Regions from separate parts of the Mus musculus genome. Here all the other regions are linked to region 2. The links are chromatin contacts, called in public promoter capture Hi-C maps. All regions are on one chromosome and are shown on one strand. Each heading gives the region's core, a stretch centred on a gene start, on an enhancer-like site or on the middle of the called end of the contact. The rest is flanking DNA. Distances are from core to core; before and after follow the strand shown.

Region 1 (2,700 bases), core at 5-2,504, 740 kb after region 2:
CTATGTGTTCTGTTCTTTGAGAATTTTACAAAACTTCTGCTAGGCGCAGTTCAGCAGAAGCCCAGCTTGTCCTTGCTCTCTTCATCCTGGAGACATTGCTGCCATCTGATCCATAGAGTGACTTCATGAACTGCAATGAAGCCAGATAATTATGGTTGACTGGTAGACAAATCTGTAGCCTCCACTGAACAGACCCATGTGTGGTACCCACAGCCTGACTTTCCAGGGAAAAGTCACTTAAATATCCAAACACTGGATGTTCTCCAGAGACAAAAATTTTATTTGTATTACATACTAATGCAATTCTGATGAAGTTTATTTGAATGAAATCTTTGTAAACGTTTGGATTATATTTTCTTTTATAATTCTTCTATATGTCTATTATTTCATTAATATGCTACTCTAACAGATGCTATGGAATACATAAAGTATAATAATTTTATGTTAAGATGGCATGCAGTATTGTTTTTCTAATAGACGCTCTATTTCTAGACTCTGTTTGTGGGACAATGGACCGTGCCAGGAAAGTTGGCAAGGTAGAGCAGTTCTGAGACCCTTGAGACTCGGTACACACCTGAGACGGTAGAAGGTAGAAGAATGGGTTCGAGACCCTAGAAACTCGGTACCCACCTGAGACTGTAAGTGCCTCCCTGCTCTCTCCTAGATTCATAGCAGGAAACGTGTGCCACACTCCCCATGCTAATGAGGTACCTAGAGGCCCTGAGGGTTTAGCCAATAGGCTCCCCTTCCTGGACATTCCTCCCAGCAAAAGGTATTTAATCTTGGGTCCATCCTGAGAAGTTGGTACGCATCCATTTTCCACGATGAACAACCGATAAACAGCTTGGAACCAAGGACTGTCTCTTTCGGCCTTTGCCTACAGAGTAGCAGCCCAAATCTACCATAGAAGGCCTCTTTGTGCTCCCAGACAACCTTGCCAAGCTAAGGACAATCACCAATGAGCTAAGCTGGAGCTATCATATCCCCCAGCCCCAGATGCAGCCCTCAGCCTTCAGCCCAAGGGTCCCAGCCTCTTCATGGGCCTGTGGACCCCCAATCCTTTGCTCTTGATTCCTCTGTGCAGCACGTCATGGGTAACTGGGTGTCTGGGAATCTGGGAATCACTCCCCCTCAGCCCCCCCCCCCCACACACACACAAAGCATCTCGGATTGTATTTTCCTGGAGTGGTGCTCCGGGTGCTTTGCTAAAGCCCAGCACTCAACAGCAGCAGGGTAGGATAAACGGGGTGGGATAAGATTCCCCAGTTTTGCCTTCCTTGAGGCTATGCCCACACCCCAACAGCAGGGTGGAACCCAGACCCACATCTGTCTATATTTTTTCCCTATTGTGATTTTTCACTTTTCTATAGACATACCTATACAATTACGTCTAACAAAGCCTTCATAAAATTTGCATTACAAACCTGTGATTAAAAGCTTTATTGGTGGGGCCTGGAGAGATGGCTCAGTGATTAAGAGCACTGACTGCTCTTCCAGGGGTCCTGAGTTCAATTCCCAGCAACCACATGGTGGCTCACAACCATCTATAATGGGATCTGATGTCCTCTTCTGGTGTGTCTGAAGACAGAGACAGTGTAATAACGCCTTACTGGAGGGCGTGAGAGGTGGTTCAGTAGTAGCTAAGAGCACAGGCTGCTTTTGCTGAGGATCCAAGAGCAGTTCCTGCACTCGTGTGTGCACATGCACACACATGACCACGGATGCTTGCACACACACATCATTTTTAAAAATGCTTCACCCTTGCAGAGGCATGTATGAGCCTCTGAAGTTAGCTTTTCCTGCTTGGGGCTCATTGGAATCACCTTGCTTAGGAACTCTGTTTCTCAGAGCACAAGTTCCATAGGTGAAGTAAACCGGGGTCCCTGGAAAAGGGACTCAGGTTCAGTATTTTTCCCAGGTGGTCTCAGCATGCAGGCTTGATAAAGAATGACTCAGCATATAAAGAATGACTCAGCATATCTGATTTTCCTTCATCCTGTACAGTTTTCCCAGAAAATTAATTCACTATAGAACAAAGTTGCCTCCTTTTTATCAGATAATCACAGCTTTGATACATTTCAAATGAGCCAGAACTTTCCTGCTGTGACCATGGCAACACTTTTTATCATTTTGAGTAAATGGAATTTCATAATTCTCAGCCCACACTCTGGTAAAGTGCTTGTTAACCTTCTCCCTGAATAAGATTGCAAATAAAGTTTCCATTATCATCATCCTCATCATCAGAAATCACACATTGTAACACTGGTGATTTTCTCTGTAGTTGCTGTTAAGAAATTAAAACCATTCAAAACCTAATTAAAAAAAAACCCCTCTTGTTATTCATTTAATTTCCTTCTAGAAGAGAAATTTCTCATTAATTAATTATTTTTTAGACATAATTTTCTCACATTTTATTAAGTGACACTTTAGAGAATGGTAAAAAACAAAAAAAACAAAAACAAAAACAAAAACAAAAACCAAAAAACCCTAAGCTCAGAGATGGAAATGGCTAAAATTGAGGAAATTTCAGACCTTTCTTTGATACCTGTAAGTTCTTCTAAACAAATGTGCAGCCCTCAGCTTGGCTAAAGGGGACCTGATTTGGGGCTGCTCTAAGAAGTCAGAGTGGATGAATCTACAGCAAAGAAACCATCGCCCCCTCTGTTTCTTCTCTAGGTTGTCAGGATTGGTTTTTGAGAG
Region 2 (2,700 bases), core at 55-2,554:
CCGGGCAAACGTGCACCCCAGGCGCTGTGTCCTCTAGCGGCGAACTCTCGCAGCTCGTCTGTGAGCGCTCACCTACAGCTAGGGGGTCCGGTCAGGAGTCAATTGACACTCAAACCTGAGCCCTGAGCCGGGAGGAAAGACTCCCGACTGTAATGATGCTGAGAGGCTCGGGTGCAGTCGCTCGAACCGCGGCGCAGCTGATTGTCTGCTCCACGGCAGATGGTCTTTGAGCACAGATTTGCATTCATTGTCTTCAAATCTGTTTTCGCGCTGGCGTTCTAGATTTCAACAGCAGATCTACGCGCAGATCAGAATACAAAAAGAGAAGCAAGAAAATAACACCCAGCCAGGAGGATTTTTTTTTAATAGGCACCTCCAGCCGTCTAGGGTTTCAGCTATTTTGTGGAGCCTCGGCTTCCCGACCACCAACCTTCGCGACCACAGCGCTCGGCGGACAAAGTTTCCAGGACTTCTTCACAGACGCCTCGTGTCTCTAACGCAGGGTTCCCCGGCCTTCAGGGATTGGGGAGGGAGATTTTAAAAGGGGGGAGGATTCGAAACTTCATCCCGCAGTTCTCAGCCAGCCAAGCTGTCAGCAACCTCTCCTATCTGCAAAGGTGCGTACTCCCGCCCTCCCGGGGCTGTTTTCCTTAACTCCTTCACCATTTCCCTTCACAGTATATTTATTTAAACTGCACTTGAGCCTCATTCGTCCACACTCCGCTCTCTCCTTCCTTCATCTCGCCTCTCCTTCTAACACTTGTGGCCTTCGCACGAAATGATTGCTTCCCTGGAACTCTCTGAGACTTGGTAGACCGGTTCAGAAAGACGGATGCCCTGAGGGTAGTGTTTGCGAAAAGCATAAATACAGGTGGTCACAGGTCCAAACCCCGGGAATGAATCTGTAGGGTCTCCCGCAGGCGACAAAAAACCTGCATCTAGAGGCAAATCCGCGCTGGCTTCCTGCTCCCGCGATCGGAAAGAACCATCATGATCCTAACTCTCAGAGTCCTGCTACTCTGTTTTGGTGCAGGATTTGGGGACCCCCTTTCCCACTCAGGCCAAACACTCGGGACTCTGGTCGGGACTCGGTGCTTGTGGCTTGCTGTAGCCTTTCACCTCCCGGACTTCGGGCAAAGCAAAGCTTGGCTAACGCCGCGGGAGGACGTCCGCCCAGCTTGCCCAGAGCCGGCCAATCCCGGGCGTCCATGCAAATGAGGCTCCTTATCGGGCCTCGGCTCCGCCTCCCGCGGCCTGGGTTGTAGTAACCATTCATGGGGCCCGCGCGCTGCAGCAGCCCGGCTCTGCGGCGCTCTCAGCCACCGCCTCCTCCCCGCTCCGGGTCTTCCCCTTCCTCTTACAACTGATCCTGTTGGGGATTTTTTTTTTTTTTCCTATATCGGAACGGTGGGGAGGAGCAGGGAGGGGGGAACAAGGAGGAAGGGGAGAGATCAGGCAGCTATCTATCTCCTCCTGTTTTTCCCAGAACAGGTGATGCTTCCAAATTGTGGCCACTTTCTGGAGAACGTTCTGCAGCTGGAAGGATGCGGGCGACCTAGAGTGGAAGCCCCGAGGCGGCAGATCTGAAGCCACCGAGGATAAAAAACGCAAACTTTGCATTGTGCGTGGAGGAACGGGCTGGCTATTTCTTTCCAAGAGGGCCCCCAAACTTCGGCCCTTGCCGCCTTTCTCGGATTGCTTTTGGAGAACACCATTTGCTGGCAGCATTGGAGAGTGAGGACGGTGTTGTTGTAAAGTCACTTTTAAGGCGACAGTAGAGGACCAGACTTTTTAAATGTTTGGGATTCAAGATACGCTAGGAAGAGGACCAGCTCTGAAAGACAAGTCGCTGGGTGCCGAGATGGATTCGGTCAGGTCCTGGGTCCGGAATGTCGGCGTGGTGGACGCCAATGTCGCGGCTCAGAGGTAATGAGACTGGAGCCGTTGTGCTCTGAAAGTCTCTGGTTGTGTCTGTCTCCCCGAATATCTCTTCCCTTTGCTCCCTCTCTTTCTCTCTGTCCTTGTCTCTCCTCCCTGGCTGTGCGCACTGGGGCTCTCCCTGGGCGGGCAGGTCGCTGCGACTAGGGGAACCCTTTTCCCGCAGTCGACACTGTAGTTTCTGAACTACCGAGGTCACGGGTGTTTCTCCCCACAGTCCGTTCTTTGAGGACAAAAAAAATTTATTAAAAGTAGCGTTCAAGCTCACATCGTGGCGTTTACTCTTGGACTCTAGCGGAGTGGCGCGTGAAGATCCGAGCTGGCAGCCGGCGCAGCGGCAGAGCCGGCTTTCCGGTCACTCCTAGGTTCCCCCACGCTTCCTGCGAGCGCCTCTCCTCCAGCATCATTCAGGATGGCTTGGAGACTCGGGGAGCCCAGCGGCCAGATGGTGGCGGCGGCGAGAGGATCCGGAGAGGCCTGAGGGGCTGCAAGGAAAGCAAGGCGGCCGGGAGCTCTAGGAAAGGGGACATGCAAGCGAGTCCTGGGTGAGGGAGAGTGGGACAGACAAACCGAAGAGGCCGAGGATGGACCGAAGCACAGGAGTAGTCGGGGAAGAGGAGAAAATGGAGCCGCAGAGAAGAGCACCCTCCAGTTTTGCGGGTTCCTCAAGTTGATTTTGTTTCCAAATCTTCGCGTTTACGGATGGTTAAAATTTGTCTAGGGTTCCATCCCACGAAGACATTCCAGTCCCGCTTCTCACTG
Region 3 (2,700 bases), core at 5-2,504, 850 kb after region 2:
ATTTCTTACAAATCTGCAGTATCTCTTCGGAACTGCAGGCGCTCACAACGCGAGTATGAAAATGTTGCACCCACGTGCGTTTGGCGTGCCCACTCTGGTATCTGGGTGCTCCCTGAAGGAAGCCCATAGGTTCCTAAGTGTATCTATTATCTGTGAATTTCAGCAGGCTCCATGCAGCGTTCTCTTCCTGAAGACCACACCCAGAGCGGGTAGCCCTTTGCAGCAGTCTCTCTCTCTCTCTCTCTCTCTCTCTCTCTCTCTCTCTCTCTCTCCCCATCTACCTTCATGGCTTGTTGAAACCATCAGGTTGGGGTACCACACAGGTGTTAAAAAGAGGAGAAGAGGCTTTTGAGGCGTTGGAAGTATGAATAGCTCAGTGAGGATAAAGGCACCCTGAAGTTCTCCCGCGGCCGAGCGCGCCCGTCTTTTGCCTTGCAAATCTTTACCTGGCTGGTTCCAACCCCTCCTAAGCATTCCCGACTACATTTCTCACAAAGAAAGGGGAAATTCTATGAAAGGTGTCAGACAAATTAACTGCTGTAAAGGTTTTAAAATGCCAAAATGAACACCCGCTGTCCTGCGGTTCCAATGGTGTGTAGTGGTGCAATTTCCCTATGTATTGAGAAGAAGAGTAATACGGAAAGAAATAGAAATAAAAATAAAAGGAGGCAGGAGAAAGTGGGGCGAATTTAAGAAAACGTCAGAAAATAGCTACAAAGACATGCAAAACTTTTCCTGCAGTAATGCCGCAAGAACATTAGCTATTGTCAGCAACCCAAACGTGCTGCTTAAACACGAATCAGGGTGCTTGAGAGGGTCCCTGAGGCAAAAAGGGAAAGCTGGGAGTGGGGTGGGGTGGGGTGGGGTGGGGTGAAGGTGTCTTTGTGACATTGGATGTTAAAAGTTGATGTGTCAGTAGGGATCGCGAACCTTTTTATTTGGAACATTTAAGAGTCCTAGTGATGTGGGCTTTAGGTATTAAGAGGCAGGATGGGACGGGGGAATAGGAAAGGAAAAGAATAAGCAGGGAAGTTATGGGGGTCTCAGAGAAAGTAGGGGTCCTCATAGAAAAGCGGCCAGGCTGGAGCCGCAGCTCGCTAGCCTTCTGTCGTTCGCCCCCGCCTTTGCTTTTGCGCAGAATCCTCCCCTTGGCTGCAGCAACGCGCTGCCCCCACTGGCCTGCGCACGGCGATCGATCACAGTCTGCGTCAGAGTCCCGGCGTATAAATAGAGGTGGCAGGACCGCGCCGAGCCGCACACAGCCATCCATCCTCCCCTTTCCCTCTTCTCCCCCGTTCTTCTCTCTAGGTCCCCCATCTCCGCCCCGGGCCTGAGGGGCGCACCGGCCGCCACCATGAGTTCGTTCGGCTACGATCCGTACTTTTCGACCTCCTACAAGCGGCGCTATGTGGAGACGCCCCGGGTGCACATCTCCAGCGTGCGCAGCGGCTACAGCACGGCGCGCTCCGCGTACTCCAGCTACTCCGCGCCGGTCTCCTCCTCGCTGTCCGTGCGCCGCAGCTACTCGTCCAGCTCTGGCTCTTTGATGCCCAGCCTGGAGAATCTCGATCTGAGCCAGGTAGCCGCCATCAGCAACGACCTCAAGTCTATCCGCACACAAGAGAAGGCACAGCTGCAGGACCTCAACGATCGCTTCGCCAGCTTCATCGAGCGCGTGCACGAGCTGGAGCAGCAGAACAAGGTCCTGGAAGCCGAGCTGTTGGTGCTGCGCCAGAAACACTCTGAGCCTTCCCGCTTCCGCGCCCTGTACGAGCAGGAGATCCGCGATCTGCGGCTGGCAGCGGAAGACGCCACTAACGAGAAGCAGGCGCTGCAGGGCGAGCGCGAGGGGCTGGAGGAGACTCTGCGCAACCTGCAGGCTCGCTATGAGGAAGAAGTGCTGAGCCGCGAGGACGCCGAGGGCCGGCTGATGGAAGCGCGCAAAGGTGCGGATGAGGCCGCGCTCGCCCGCGCCGAGCTGGAGAAGCGCATCGACAGCCTGATGGACGAGATAGCTTTCCTGAAGAAGGTGCACGAGGAAGAGATCGCCGAGCTGCAGGCTCAGATCCAGTATGCTCAGATCTCCGTGGAGATGGACGTGTCCTCCAAGCCCGACCTCTCCGCCGCTCTCAAGGACATCCGCGCTCAGTACGAGAAGCTGGCCGCCAAGAACATGCAGAACGCCGAAGAGTGGTTCAAGAGCCGCTTCACCGTGCTAACCGAGAGCGCCGCCAAGAACACCGACGCTGTGCGCGCTGCCAAGGACGAGGTGTCGGAAAGCCGCCGCCTGCTCAAGGCTAAGACCCTGGAGATCGAAGCCTGCCGGGGTATGAACGAAGCTCTGGAGAAGCAGCTGCAGGAGCTAGAGGACAAGCAGAATGCAGACATTAGCGCCATGCAGGTATAGTACGGTTTAAGCTCAGTGGGGGTGGGGAGGTCCACGGTAGGGGCGGCGGCGGGGGGGGGGGGAGTCAGGGTGTACCCAGAGAGTGAACGCTAGGGGGTTCTAGAGCACAGAGCAGCTATCAGAGGGCTTGGCTTCCGAGAGGTTGTGGAAAGGATGGGGCATTTGGAGGGGGCGGGGCGCGACTGCTGCCTGGGGATTGCTTGTTCTGGTTGAATCAGGGTTGTTAGGGGTGAGTTGGGAGGAAGGGGCGGAGGGAGTCGGAGTTGGGCGTTGCCAAGTAATGCCTTCTCTTT
Region 4 (2,700 bases), core at 91-2,590, 890 kb after region 2:
CGCGCTCTCGAGTGTCGTGTCGGGGGCGCGCGGCGCTGGCGCTGGCGCAGGCCGGCCGCGCAGCCGCGGTTCCTACCTGGTAGCTGCTGAGGTCGTGGTTGTGGCGCTCCTCGATGTCGCTGAGCTGCCGCTCCAGGGACTCCTTAGTGCCTCGCACCGACTCGAGCTCGATGCTCTTGGACTGCAGCTGGCGCCGGTACTCGGCGATCTCTTCCTTGGCAGAGCGAATGGCCTCCTTGTTCTGCTCGGCCGCCTCGGTGAGCTTGGCGTAGCGGCATTTGAACCACTCTTCGGCCTGGTGCATGTTCTGGTCTGAGTGACACTCGAGCTGGGAGCGGATCTCCTTCAGCGCCGTGGAGATGTCTGTCTTCAGGTAATCTTTGCGCTCTACCGTGATGTGCGACGCCTGGATCTGAGCCAGCAGGTCGGCCACCTCCTCTTCGTGATTGCTCCGCAGGAAAGCCACCTCATCCTGCAGCGACTGCACCTTCTTGTCCAGCTCCACCTTAACCATCGACGACTCTTCGATGTCTTTGCGCAGCGCGCGAATGGCAGCCTCGGTGTCGTCCCGCAGCCGCGCCTCCTCCTCGAAGCGCTCCTTGAGCCGGTGGATGTCTTCCTCCAAGTGATCGGAGTCCAGCTGCACTTGAGCCTTCTCGTGGTTCACCATCTCGAGGGTGGCGCGCAGCTCTCGGATCTCCTGGTCGTAAGCATCACCCAGCTGGGCGTGCGAGGCCTGCTTCTGCCGCAGTGCCTGGATCTCTGCTTCGATCTCCTTGTTCTGTTGTTCCAAGTAGTGCACTTTCTCGATGTAGCCGGCGAAGCGGTCGTTCAGCCCCTGCAGCTGCTCTTTCTCGTTAGAGCGGGACAGTTTGTAGTCGCCGCCGGAGCCGCCGTTGAGCAGCGACGAGGACTGGCTGAAGTCGAGGCTGCTCTCGGCCGAGCTGAGCATAGCCGAGCTGTAGGCGAGACGCGGGGCGAGCGCGCTGCGCTTGTAGGAGGAGGACACGGTGCTGGGCGAGCCGCGGGACCAGGACTGCGAGCGGAAGCCGCTGGACGGGGAACCGCTCACGCGGCTGAAGCTGGAGCGGGTCTCGGTGACCCGCCGGTAGGCGGACGGGTTGCCCAGCGAGTCCAGCGTGTAGCTCATCTTGGAGGCCTTGGGGTGTGTGGCTGTCACAGCGTTCTGCCGGCCTCGCCGCAGCCCCTTTATAGCGGAGCAGCTGGTCCCGGGCCAGGGCCCCGCCCCGTGGAGGCGGCGGCCGAGGAGGCGGGGACTGCGGGTACCGGGCCGGGGGTGGGGGGAAGGGGGAGACAAGCCTTGCGGTGATTCAGCGGCCGCTCCACGTGGGCCCGCACCACACTGGACCCCACACTTGGGTGTCGCCGGGCCGGCCTTTTCCTAGCGTCCCCTTGAGTTCCAGACCTCTTGTCACCCGGTAGCTTGCCCTTCTCTGCTTTTTCACCAGCAGTTTGCAGTTCACAGCTTTGGCGCAAGTGCCCTTTCCCAGCGCCCTTTCTTTGTCTCGCCACTCTCGGCCCTCTGAGCAGCTCTTCTCTGGCTTCCTGACTTTCGTCTGGCCCCCTACCTCTTAGTCTCTTTCTTCCTTACTTTTGGCCGTAGGGTCCGCTGTTCTTTATCACACACACCCCTCCCACCTCTCCACGAGGCCCTTCTCCCTCTACTTTTTTTTTTTTTTCTTCATCCGGCATTTCCCTTGAAGCCCTTTCCCCTGGGACTTTTTTTCTTTGCAGCCTCGACTTTCACCCCTTAACCCCCAACTCTCTTTTTGTTCCCCCATCCATCCTTGTCTTTCTTGTCTCCCCCCCCCCCCACTCCTCGTCTTAAAGCAGCAAGAGATGAGCTGAGAGTTATGCAGAAGAAAAAAAAGAGAGAGTTTTTGAGGAATGGCCCGCCGGAAACCTCCGGAAAGGGGACAAAGAAGACAGGCCGGGGTAGTCATTTGTGTTAAAAGTGGAAAGTGGCACTCCAGTCTGCTTAACTGTTGGGGGACGACTGCAGCTTCCAGCAGGTAAGGCGCTGTGACGCCCAAGGATCCGGCAGCACCAAGGACAGCGCCCAGGCGTGCCCATGGGATTCTGCTGGGTTCGCAGCCTACCAGAGTCCAGAGGAGGGTCACTTCTGGCTCATCTCCTCCAGTGAATACTATTAAACCTGTTTGTAGGGGCTGTTTGTTTGTAGGGAACAAGCTGGAAATCCCACACTAAGACAGTGCAGAGTTGGCACAATGAACAGACTGCAGATTTTGAAATCAACTAAAAGCCATTCAACTCAGTTAAGGAAAATAGAGACTTGAAACCCAGTTTGACTTTACCAATAAGTGAGGGATGTTAGGGAAGGAGGAGACACAAGGCCTGAAATTTGAAGGTCAACTACTCACCGGGAAGGGGAAATCCGAGATGAAAAAAAAAAAAAAACCCAGGGAGATAGTGTGTATGTTAAGTTTGAAAACTGCATAGTCATCTTTCTGTCTGGGTACTACTTACGTGTACTGTTACAACCGACAGGGCAACTGAATTAGTTTTAAATTAATTGAAAGGTAACTGGACAGCCTCATCTCAGTCTTGAATAAGCCAGGTGGTCCCTCTGCCCCCATTTAAAAACGCAACCTATTTCCTTATGTTGATTTTGATGACCGATTTGGACCCACCATCCCTTAAGCATGCTTATTTAAACAA

What was found. Promoter capture Hi-C pulls out the DNA fragments that hold promoters and counts their contacts.
Region 1: a contact with region 2 is called in a promoter capture Hi-C map of embryonic stem cells, with 4 times the contacts expected there. The contact joins the enhancer-like site here to the promoter of Ebf2 in region 2. A contact is called at or near these places in 3 of 39 promoter capture datasets (cranial neural crest, embryonic stem cells and liver), 2 of 115 datasets of contacts at active chromatin or transcription factors (astrocytes and embryonic stem cells) and 1 of 9 other capture datasets (embryonic stem cells).
Region 3: a contact with region 2 is called in a promoter capture Hi-C map of embryonic stem cells, with 4 times the contacts expected there. The contact joins the promoter of Nefl here to the promoter of Ebf2 in region 2. A contact is called at or near these places in 10 of 39 promoter capture datasets (the HPC-7 cell line, cranial neural crest, embryonic stem cells and 4 more), 5 of 484 Hi-C or Micro-C datasets (B cells and embryonic stem cells) and 4 of 115 datasets of contacts at active chromatin or transcription factors (astrocytes and embryonic stem cells).
Region 4: a contact with region 2 is called in a promoter capture Hi-C map of embryonic stem cells, with 2.5 times the contacts expected there. The contact joins the promoter of Nefm here to the promoter of Ebf2 in region 2. A contact is called at or near these places in 2 of 39 promoter capture datasets (embryonic stem cells and frontonasal cranial neural crest), 1 of 484 Hi-C or Micro-C datasets (B cells), 1 of 115 datasets of contacts at active chromatin or transcription factors (embryonic stem cells) and 2 of 9 other capture datasets (embryonic stem cells and liver).

What each region holds. Positions count from the first base shown.
Region 1 is chr14:67,971,102-67,973,801 of GRCm38.p6, forward strand. No RefSeq gene overlaps it. Among named protein-coding and RNA genes, the nearest start is that of Gm41188, 24 kb to the left of the region's middle. Within about 2 kb of position 1,255, at least 16 of the 459 cell types and tissues checked have an H3K27ac peak or open chromatin away from gene starts, as enhancers often do. A contact at or near this core is called in embryonic stem cells, where this site is marked.
Region 2 is chr14:67,233,340-67,236,039 of GRCm38.p6, forward strand. Ebf2 (early B cell factor 2) reads left to right here and starts at 1,305. Exons shown (of 16, transcript NM_001360202.1): 1 at 1,305-1,926. The coding sequence starts at 1,796.
Region 3 is chr14:68,082,609-68,085,308 of GRCm38.p6, forward strand. It overlaps Nefl (neurofilament, light polypeptide), which reads left to right and starts at 1,255. Exons shown (of 4, transcript NM_010910.2): 1 at 1,255-2,401. The coding sequence starts at 1,355.
Region 4 is chr14:68,123,664-68,126,363 of GRCm38.p6, forward strand. Nefm (neurofilament, medium polypeptide) reads right to left here and starts at 1,341. Exons shown (of 3, transcript NM_008691.2): 1 at 77-1,341. The coding sequence starts at 1,150. It overlaps A230070E04Rik (RIKEN cDNA A230070E04 gene), which reads left to right and starts at 89. Exons shown (of 3, transcript NR_045897.1): 1 at 89-1,165; 2 at 1,855-2,033.